Linked DNA regions of Gossypium hirsutum: region 2 is linked to region 1. The links are chromatin contacts, called in public Hi-C maps. All regions are on one chromosome and are shown on one strand. The core of a region is the stretch at or near the end of the contact, and the rest is flanking DNA. Distances in the headings are between cores, read along the strand shown.

Region 1 (5,203 bases), core at 1,170-3,669:
CAAACCAGTTATACCCACATCCGAAGTAAGCTGTACAAAAGCCATACAAATGCTAAACATGTTCGGTTTCTTGATAGAACACAGACAAGACAACAAATAATAATAATAATAACCAGTAAAATTATGAAGCACCTCCAATGGTGGTTATCAGCATCTCCAAGCTGAAGCAGCAATTAATTCTCTCCTTTGCCAACAAAGAACAAGTGCCGATTGTCTTTTTTCGACATGGAAACCTCGAATTGGTGTTCTTTGAACCAAACATTCAGCTTGTGATTCAGTGAAGTTACTGAATGTTAATGGTGAAAATCCGGATTGTATAAACAAACTCCTCCATGGAGGTCTTCTTTCGAGGGACCGATGTCGACCCAACACGATTTTTTCAATGCTTGGTTGAAGGAAGAACCTTTCAATCTTTTCCAACGCATCAAGGTTCATGTTCACCGCGTCGAGGGATTCGAGTAGGCCAGAGTATGATTGGAGTGCATGGATTATGTGATGAGGGAACGGGACATCGGTTCGGTCACAGCCACGGTCAGACGAGACAACGATTTTGGGTGATAATTGCTTTACGAAACGGAGGATCAAGGGGAGAGTTGAAGGGTAATTGGAAAAAGAACCGATCGGTAGATTAACAGCAATCGTTTCGTTTTCACCGAAATGCAGGGGCAATGAAGACCAAGAACACGAATTCAATGCCTCGAGGCTAACTATTTCGATATCGAAACCCATGTTGATTTCATTAGCATAATGCTTAAGATTCTCGATTGTGAATCCGAGTTCGAATTCATCGTAACTTGTTGGACAAGCAAACGCAGTAATTTTCATACAGGGTGCGTCGCCATTTCTTAAAACAAGTTCTTGTATCAAAGAAGCCCATTGTCCACCATATCCGATGTCGAAATCGATTATGTGAACTCGATTACACCCTTCGAAAACCTCGAGAAGCGCTTGATTACAAGTGAAATTCACGAATTGAACGGTCGGAGATATCTCAGAGAACGATTTGTAAGCACCGATCTTGAAAATCATATTGGTAGTATACAAAGTTGAAGTGTTGGTAGTGTTGAAACGAAGGAGTAATTGTAAGGCCTCCTTAAAGTAGAAAGCAGCCCTTATAAAGGGCTTACCTACAGGGGAGAGCTGGTGATTGAGCCGCGCCAATATCCCTTGCGCGAGTACCGGATCACCGGTTTCGATCAGCTCTGCGGCCTGAATTAATTGGTCTATTATTGCCTGCTGAAGCTGTTGGTTGGCCATTTCATCAGTCACTATCTTCGGCGTGGTTGGCCTTTGATGAAGCAGTTGTTGACGCCGGAGATAAAGCTCCGGTCCCGAAGCCGAAAACTGAACTTTCGGCACTTGATAATTCGGTCCACTTGTGCCGGAATTGAATCTCTTCGGCGGTGGTGGTGATAAAAGATTATGTTCCTGCATTTCAGCAGCATACGAAGGGAAAAACATAAACGGATTCTGGGTGAACTCGGCCTGGTTTTGGTCAAATACGGGATTTGAACACGAAACCATATCATTGTTCATCAAGCTAACACTACTAGTAATGGAGTCGAACCCGAAACTATGATCGGCCATACCAAAACCAGCATTAAACTCCATATTTTCCGAAGACCCACCGCCGCCGCCGCTGCCACTTGGTGGTTGAAGGATCTTGTTTAACCCCAAAGAAGGGTCATCAACATCACCCATAATTAGCCTCAAAATGGATTGGTCATTCTCCCAATCCTCCAAACTTAAACCACATTTTCCCGTCCCTGTATCAAAAGACTGGCTTTTACCTTTGGAGACAGCTGCTGTTTCCGCCACGCCACTGCTGTCCGTGGAGGCACCACCGCTGCCTCCGCCGAATGAGGAAGACACTGTTGATGAAGACGTTGGTGGACTCGGGCTTCTTGTAGATGTGGGCTCAAATCCCACATAGCAACAACTTTCCTTGTTGTTTTGCCACTTTTTCTGTTGCTGGTGTTGTAATAACAGTGATGAATTGGAACAAGATGAAGTTGAAGAAGCAAAATCTAAAGCCCCCTTCCCTTGAAATTCCTCAAAGGATAGGGGCATGGCATTCATCTAAGAACAAACTCCAAAAGAAAAAAAAAAGTACACTCCAAAATTTGAAGCACCCAAAATTCTAGAGGTAGAAGAAAGGGGAGACTTGAATACGAAGAGAGAGAGAGAGAGAGAGGGAAATATAAGGGGGGGGGGCAAATTAAGGTGTCGTGTTCGTTAATGGAGGTCCTACCATAAATGGCTTTTGACAAAGCAATTGAGTGCTTACTTTTTAGTTTTTGGTATAAAAAGGGGAAAAAATCAGAAATATACAAAGAAATTTGTGTGGGACGCAATGAACGCGTTGTTTTTAAGCTGACTTAAAAAAGAAATTTGCAGAAAGAAAAATGAACAAAGGAAGATGATAAATAGAAAACAATGTAGGCAAAATAATAAAGTGTTAGGAGAAGATATGGTGGCCAAGCATCTTTTAAAGTTTTCTTTTACAGACTCCAATTTTATTTGTTTTTCTATTATTTACTAAGAGAGAGTAAAAATCCGATTTTTATTTATAAAATTCCTAAATTAAAACCTTACTTGAAAGAAAGTGATGAATTAGACATTTTTAATCAACGGTGATGGCATAGGGCAAGCAGAGTCTTGAGCACTTCAAATGAAGAATTTTTGTTTTTACCCCTAGTTCAAGTATTGTTCGATAAGCTTATAAAACAATTGCCATCAGAATCAAACGTTAGATGATTAGAGGTATTGTTGAATATGTTTGGAACAGTACAATTCCCATATTGGTAAACCATTGACTAAGACCACCTTTGAAAGACAACAATATATATATTTATGGAACACCCCTAATGTTGTTTATTGCACAAGGACACCCCATGTATATCAACTTATCCCCCACCTCCTATTGCCCTTTGCTTTTTTTTGTTTGCCTTGGATGCTCACAAGGGTTTTTTCTTTGGCTTTAGGTTCATTTGTTTTTCTACATATATATCCTCCTTTTTATAATCTTACATTAAGTTGTTATTATATATGCTCTTTATTAATACAATATTTACGATTGTCTATAATTTCTTATCAACCTTTAAATAGGAGAATAATGCACTTCAACGCACTTAAATCTGCGTCCTCTTACATAGACAATATTACTAATATTAATCAAATTAAGACTCAATTGATATTTATATTATATTTTTAATATGTTTAAGCATGCTGGTTGCTTGATTTCTATTAATTTTAGTATACCAAGTAATGGGGTCATGGCCTGCCTGTTAAAAGGCTGCAATCATTGTGTTTTATTTGTAGCTCAACCAATTGTCACTTTTCTTCTATAAATTCTCTCTCTCTCTCTTTTCCAAAATGTTGGAGAATTAAAACCATAAGTATTATGAAAACAAAATCATCCTACTGGATTGCGAAATTTTATATTGGTAAAAATATGTGATAAACTTAAATTTAAATTTTGTATTTTTATTTTAGAAATTTAGTTTCTTATTTTTTATATTTAAAAATTCAAGTCTAATTATTAATATTGTTAAATTTGTTAATGTGATGTTTAAAAAAAATATTAACTTGGTAGTCATGTAATTAAAAAACTAACATTATAATGAACCTTAATTTAATAAAATAATTTTAACAATGTTAATAGTTGGACCTGAATATTTAAATAAAAAAGTAAAAAGACTAAATTCCTAAAAATAAAAGTATTGGGATAAAATTTCAAATTTGTGACAAATACAATGACCTGTGACATATTTTAAACTTTTATATTTGTTTGGTAATGTAATATTATTACGTTTGCATTTCAAGCATTTCCTTGAGTTGGTATGTTACATCTCAAAAATCGGGTTAGTAGAATTTGGGTTAGTGAACCAAGAGTGGTCACGTATTGTTTTTTGAATTAACGTTGTAGGAATCGTGGTAAGTAAATTAATTTGATTCAGTGGTTAAGTGTTCCAGTTGTGTGCTTGAAGTTCTGTGTTTAATTTGTTTCCTTAGAAAATTCTTTATTAATTTTGATTCCATACCTGATTTGGTTCATAAGGGTTATCTTTAATTTTTGTTAATTTGCTGGCAAGAATGAGATTACTAATTCAATAATAAGGCCTTAGCTTATTTTTGCCATTCCTCACTTTAACTTTCCCGTTTTCCACTTTCTCCATTTTGCTTGCACGTCTATTTTTCTCTCTGGTTACTGGGAATTTTCTTTTTGCTTCTTCATCTCTCTCACATTTTTCTTTGTATTCTTCACATTAGTCCCTTTGATTTTTCTTTTGTCGTTCCTTTTGTCTTCTATTTTGTTACTATTCTGACTGGTGTCGTCATTTCTTCTAGATTCGTTGCTGGTCGTGCGAGATAAGAGAGTTAGTATAATCGTCGTTTTTTCTTTTCCTTTATAAAGCATTATTTGTTTAGGATGCTATTATATTTTGATTTTTCTAAGGCTGTGATAGATGGTTGAGTTCAGTTATGGAGATTTTAATCGTTTTCTTTCGTGTAATTCTGTTTAGGTGAAGGTTGTGTGACGCATATTCCTCTAATGAGTTGAGTTCGATAATATTCTTTTCTACGGTAAGTTTCTAACGACCAAGTTTAGGGGTTGGTTGTGAAAATTTAGTTCGCAAAGGGTCGAGTACCCTATTGCTATTGGTCGAATGCTAGGGAACCTAGGGCCAAATCTTTTTAAGTGATCATTAATTGTTTAATTGTGGATGTCGTATGGGCAAATTATGGTATGTTGTTGTTCTGTCAACATCCCGAAAGTATTCAGGTGCATGGTGCTAACTCGAAATTTCGTAAAACAGTGAAAAATTGAAATTGTCGATGCTACACGATCGTGTTTCTGGTCGTATGGCAAGTTGTGTAAGCCAAATGGGCGTGTAATCAGTTGTGTGGGCCACACGGGCGTGTGGGCCCATTTTGAATAAGTTTAATTAGAACCGAGTTTTGGCTTGCGTATTTGAGGTCAACGATTACATAGATTCTGACAAATGATATTTATGATGGATCGATCAATGTAATCTTTTGTTCTGTTATATGTGTATATTTTCTGAATAAATTGTATATATATGTGATCTATAAATTTGATAGTATCAGTAGCATGTTTTCGGTTTGGAAACCTTATAAATGAGCATGTTCAATCTGAATGTATCAGTATATGTGTAATGACGTTGCTTGTGACATTATG
Region 2 (5,203 bases), core at 1,145-3,644, 57 kb before region 1:
AAAAAGACTGTAGCTAGCCTTAATTCTCTATTGACTGTTAGGGGAAGTAATGCACCTCACAACAACCCTTTTCGGTTCATTCTTAATAAACTTCAATTGTCTTCTACATTCTTTAAAGTACTTTCGAATTGCACTCTTAAATCGTTTGTCATCCTTAAACAACATTCCCAAACTAAATTTTAACTTATCATTGTATAAGGGAAACTTGCTCCTCCTTCTCTCACCATCTTCATGTTCTTCATCTTCATCAGACCCAATCAAGCTTCCATGTTCATCTGAGTCACATACCTCAGTCTCATTCCCATCTTCCTCTTCTCCATTACTTTCAGCAACAACATTATCCACTCCATCTGATGTTTACAAAATCACCAGCATATTCATCAGTAGCAACTTCACTATCATTATCCTCTCCAACAATAGACCCTAAACTAATCTGTCCACCACTTTCCACACCACCATACTCATCTACCTCAATACCAGTAACAGACACACCCTTCCCATCAACTTGTACCCCTCCTACATCACCCTCCCCCACAAATTCTACCCTTTCCAGATCACCTTCATCATCAGATTCTAACCCTTCATCATCACCCTTCCCATTAACTTCTAGCCCTTCAACATCACCCTTCCCAGTAGTCAACAGAAAAATTTTGCCTGCAATTATAGGGTTATCAACCTCGTGTTCAACATATAGGTTAATCTCCTTAAACTTGACCTAAAAGTCTAACATAGCTATGGTGGAAGTGTCATCATAAATCACCCTTAGATTATTTTGTAACCCTACTGTACCAAGCTCATGAAAATATATGTACCAAGCTCATGAAAATATATTAACATGACAGTGTTATACCCTAACCCAATTTTTACTATTTTACATAATTCAAAATAAGATATTGTGTCTGGATCCTCTTTAAGCCTAATCACTTCCCCACCTACATGTCTAACATATGGGTCATTTACAAAGTACCCACCCACGTGCAAAATAATATAATATTCCTCATCTGATGACATCTGCAAAATATAAACAAATAATTTTCTAAGTAAAAAACATTAAAAAAAAGCGAAATTCACTATCTACATTGGGACCATTTCTTTGAATACAATACAAAACAGTAACACATGTTTACAAATTTAACATATTTTTGCTTCGGTAACAGAAATCAACAACATCGAGACCACTGTCGCATCACAAATTGATAAAACAAACCCTACATTGTGGCACTGAAATTGCAATAATAAATCACAAATAACCATAAACAATTTTAATAACAGCTTTATCAATAACATCGGGACCATTGTCGCATCACAAATCGACAAAACAAGCCCTATATTGTGGCACTGAAATTGCAATAATAAATCACAAATAACCAACAAACCAAACCAAAAATGGAATTTATTTTCCCAACAAACCAAATAAGAAAGCATCTACATTTCGATTTTGGGTTACGGAAACTGCTCATGATTGTTGAAGCTTTTTTGTTCCTAAAAGTTTTAGGGATTCAATGATTTGGTTTGTAAAAGTTTTATGGATTTTAAGAATATTTTGGAATACTAATGATTTAGGGATTTCAAAATTTGAAGATTTTAATATTTAGGGATTTCAAGATTTTAGGAATTCAATGAAGATTTCGAATGTTATGGATTTGGGGATTTCACGATTTGGGGAATTTGACGAGTTAAGGATTTTAGAATTTGAGAAAAAAGTTTTGAATTTGGGGGTTTGAGATGATTTGAAGGATTTAGGATTTTTTTGTTTTATGTTTATTAAATTTGTTTAATTTTTTTGTCACGTCAGCATTATTATTTAAATGTTTGCCACATCATCAGTCAACTGGAACGCCACATAGACTAATTCTTTTGACCGATTGTTGACTAACAATCAACTGATGATTACCGTTTCAATAGGGTTGATGTCTAAAAACTCTGTTACGTTGAGGGCCGAAATAAAAAAAATGGTTAGGGGCATATATCCAAAAGCCCCCAAAGGTTGAGGGCTTTTTTTTGTAATTATGCCAAAAAAATGAATGGTAAAAGAGAAGGGAAATAAGAGTTTTCGATTCATGCAAACAATGCAAATAAAGAAAGAAATAGAACAATAATTTTAATAACTCATTTACTTAAATAAAAATTTTCAAATAATTTATTGACAATTTTATAATTTTTTAAAAATGAATGACCAAAACATAAATGTAGTAATAATTTACTGACCTCGGAGATTATCCAAAGTTACGATCACCAAAATCAACATGGTTGAGAAGTTAAATGTCCAATAATTACATAACCCTATTTGAAATATTCTTAAATAGTACTTAGACAGAAAGACAATTATAACCCTAAATGGAACCGCATGGAACTGTAATAAATAAAACCGGACACAACCACAGTCAACCCCCAAACAAGACAAACGTCACTGTCCCACGGTTCTTTCTTTTCAGCTCTCTCTCGAAGACCGCTCACCGTTGTCTTAATCTCCACCTCTAATAATTTTTTTTCTTTTATTTCCTCTCACGCCGGAGACCCAAACCCTCCACCGCCTCTCCGCCGGAATCCGCCACCAATAGTTCATATCTCCGGCGACCCTCTCACTAAGATGACCACCGGCGAACTTCTTAGCATCGATCCTCAAGAGCTTCAATTTCCCTGTAAGCATCTTTCCAAGCTTTAAAAAATAAACTTTTTTTAAAAAAAATTTAACTTTTTTTTTGTTGCTTTACAGATCCATATCTTCATCGTTTCCACTTCTTTTTTTCGAAAATTTTAACAAATTTTTTTGTCTTGAATTTGGTTGAATTGAGAAAGCAGATTTCATGTTCTTTAAATCTGTCCAACAAGACCAACAATTATGTGGCTTTTAAGGTAAAATTAAGCTATTTCTTAAATCTCATGTGAGTAAATTAATATGGGATTTTGCTGTAATATAAGATTATCTGGTTTGTATAATCGATTTATTAGACTTAATTTTTTATCAAATATGTATTGTTTTTGTGTTTATGTAAATACATAATTCTATATATTCTGAAGTTTGTGAATTATTTGTTTTACTCAATAATTTTATAATAAAGTAGGATTGGTAGTGTTAATTGTTTTGAAACATGCGTACCAATTCGAAAATTGCTAGTAAATGTATTATAGAGTATCTTGTACTATGAGTCATATTGAATTTTACTTTCTTTACTTGGAAAATGGGCAAATTAGTTCTTTTACATTATATAAAGAGTAAACTGGTCTTTCTATTCAAAATTTTATCCATTTCTATTGTTAAAAACACTAACATGATTGAGGGAATAACCATGCCACATCTACCACATGGTTATGTACACGGACTGGTTTTTAATAGTAGAAATGGATGAAACTTTTAATAGGAATAATTTACTCTTTCATCTAACCTACAATGACTAATTTGCTCATTTTTTGAGTGAAGGGAGCAAAATGTAATCTGACTCCAAGTACAAGGGTCTCCATGAATCTTTTACCGAAAATCTCTATGGAGCTAGCGATTTATGGTAACAAAGCTTTTTCATGTATGTTGTTTTCCAGGTCAAAACGAAAAACCCAAGGAAGTACTGTGTAAAGCCTAACAATGGAGTTGGTCTGCCTTGGTCTACATGCAACGTTACAGGTCTCCCTCTCACAAAACTTGAACGTATCTATAATTACTTGTTGTTAATCATGTATCATCTTCAAATCTTGAAATCATAGTTTAATTGGTTAATTTATGGAACCAGTTGCGATGCAAGCTCAAAAAGAAGCACCTCTTGATATGCAATGCAAAGATAAGTTTTTACTTCAAAGTGTGGTCACTATAAGTTTTTACTTCAACGTGTGGTCACTAGTCCCGGAGCTACAACAAAGGATATAACACCAGAGATGGTATTTTATCATACTCTACCAGATTTGATTTTAAGTTTGGGTTTTTTTTTTTTCTAACTGTTTGCTTTTCGGTCTAGTTTAATAAGGAATCCGGACATCATGTTGAGGAATGTAAATTGAGGGTTGCTTACATAGCACCTCCTCGACCTCCTTCACCTGTTAAAGAAGGATCCAAAGAAGGCTCTTCACCTTGGGCTTCCGTTTCAGACAATGGTAGCTACAACAGTGCAGATTTGGCATCTGTGAGTATTCCTTGTCTCTATGTCTGACATCGAATCATGTTTTAAGCTTACTGATTTCGAGTGGCAGTTGTAAGTTGTAGTCTATTCGGTTGGCCATATCTTCTTTGGAGATAGATTAGGTGTTGTTTAGTCGCTTCTAATGAAAATTACTTCGTATTGGGCTTGTGTTTGCTGACCTTACATAGTGGTTTAAAGAGAGCAATTTTAACATACCCTGTTAATCCATAATGACACTTTCGTCGTTGTTATAAACTTATATGTAGTGGGTGGTTCCGTATTAACAAGTGAATTATCTTCACGTATTAGCTTCCCTATAGCAAGGATGAACATGAATATCACTTAGATAGTGATATTACCCAGACCTTTTCTCATTCCATTTTCTTGAGACGTGTGTTTAGACCGGTTCTTAGGACTATCTAGGAGCATAAAAATATGAACGCTGTCAACAAGGATAGGAACGAACGTTGTCTCCTTTCTTTTCGTATGAATAGAAGTGTCCCACCATGCCGGACAATCCTGTAGTCACTAAAATTTCTCATCTAAAAGGTTATTCCGACTTCTATTACATCCTTGCATGATTTAACCACAAGGTGGTACAATGTCAGGGGTACTAGACTCCTATATTAGGGTACACTCATGTAGGCAAACAACCTGCTCTGAAAACCTATAGAAGCTTGTTTCATTTAAGATGGACACTAATGTCATGTAGGCAAACAACTTGCCCTCGTTAGCTTGTTAGTGATTAAAAAAGACAAAATTGAATAGTTGGGTGATCAAAGAAGAAATTTACTAATACTTGGGTGATCATAACATTTTATATAGTTGGGTAACCCAAAAAAAAAATACTAATAGTTGAGTGACTATTAGTATAGTTTCCCCAATTTTTTTATTATTACTCACGTTAAAGGCTCTTTTGCATTATTTTTATATGAATAATCGAACCGAAACATGTTAAAAAGAATTATCATCCGTGAAAAAAAAAAAAAACTTGAAAGATATGTTCCTTTTTCTCTATCACTGAAGCTATGTTTAGAATTTGCAATTTAACCCCAGCCCCCCCAAAAAATTATCATTCTGAAAGATACTTTTAA

The links. A called contact is a pair of places that touch in the nucleus more often than the background predicts.
Region 2: a Hi-C map of leaf shows a contact between it and region 1, with 1.8 times the contacts expected there. The contact joins the enhancer-like site here to the promoter of LOC107924044 in region 1. A contact is called at or near these places in 11 of 34 Hi-C or Micro-C datasets (anther, callus, fibers and 3 more).

The regions. Positions count from the first base shown.
Region 1 is chrA12:76,555,642-76,560,844 of Gossypium_hirsutum_v2.1, reverse strand. LOC107924044 (scarecrow-like protein 6) reads right to left here and starts at 2,419. Exons shown (of 1, transcript XM_016854312.2): 1 at 1-2,419. The coding sequence starts at 2,079. The coding sequence ends at 148.
Region 2 is chrA12:76,612,907-76,618,109 of Gossypium_hirsutum_v2.1, reverse strand. It overlaps the pseudogene LOC121211400. Among protein-coding and RNA genes, the nearest start is that of LOC107924044, 57 kb to the right of the region's middle. Within about 2 kb of position 2,394, at least 7 of the 9 cell types and tissues checked have an H3K27ac peak or open chromatin away from gene starts, as enhancers often do. A contact at or near this core is called in fibers and leaf, where this site is marked.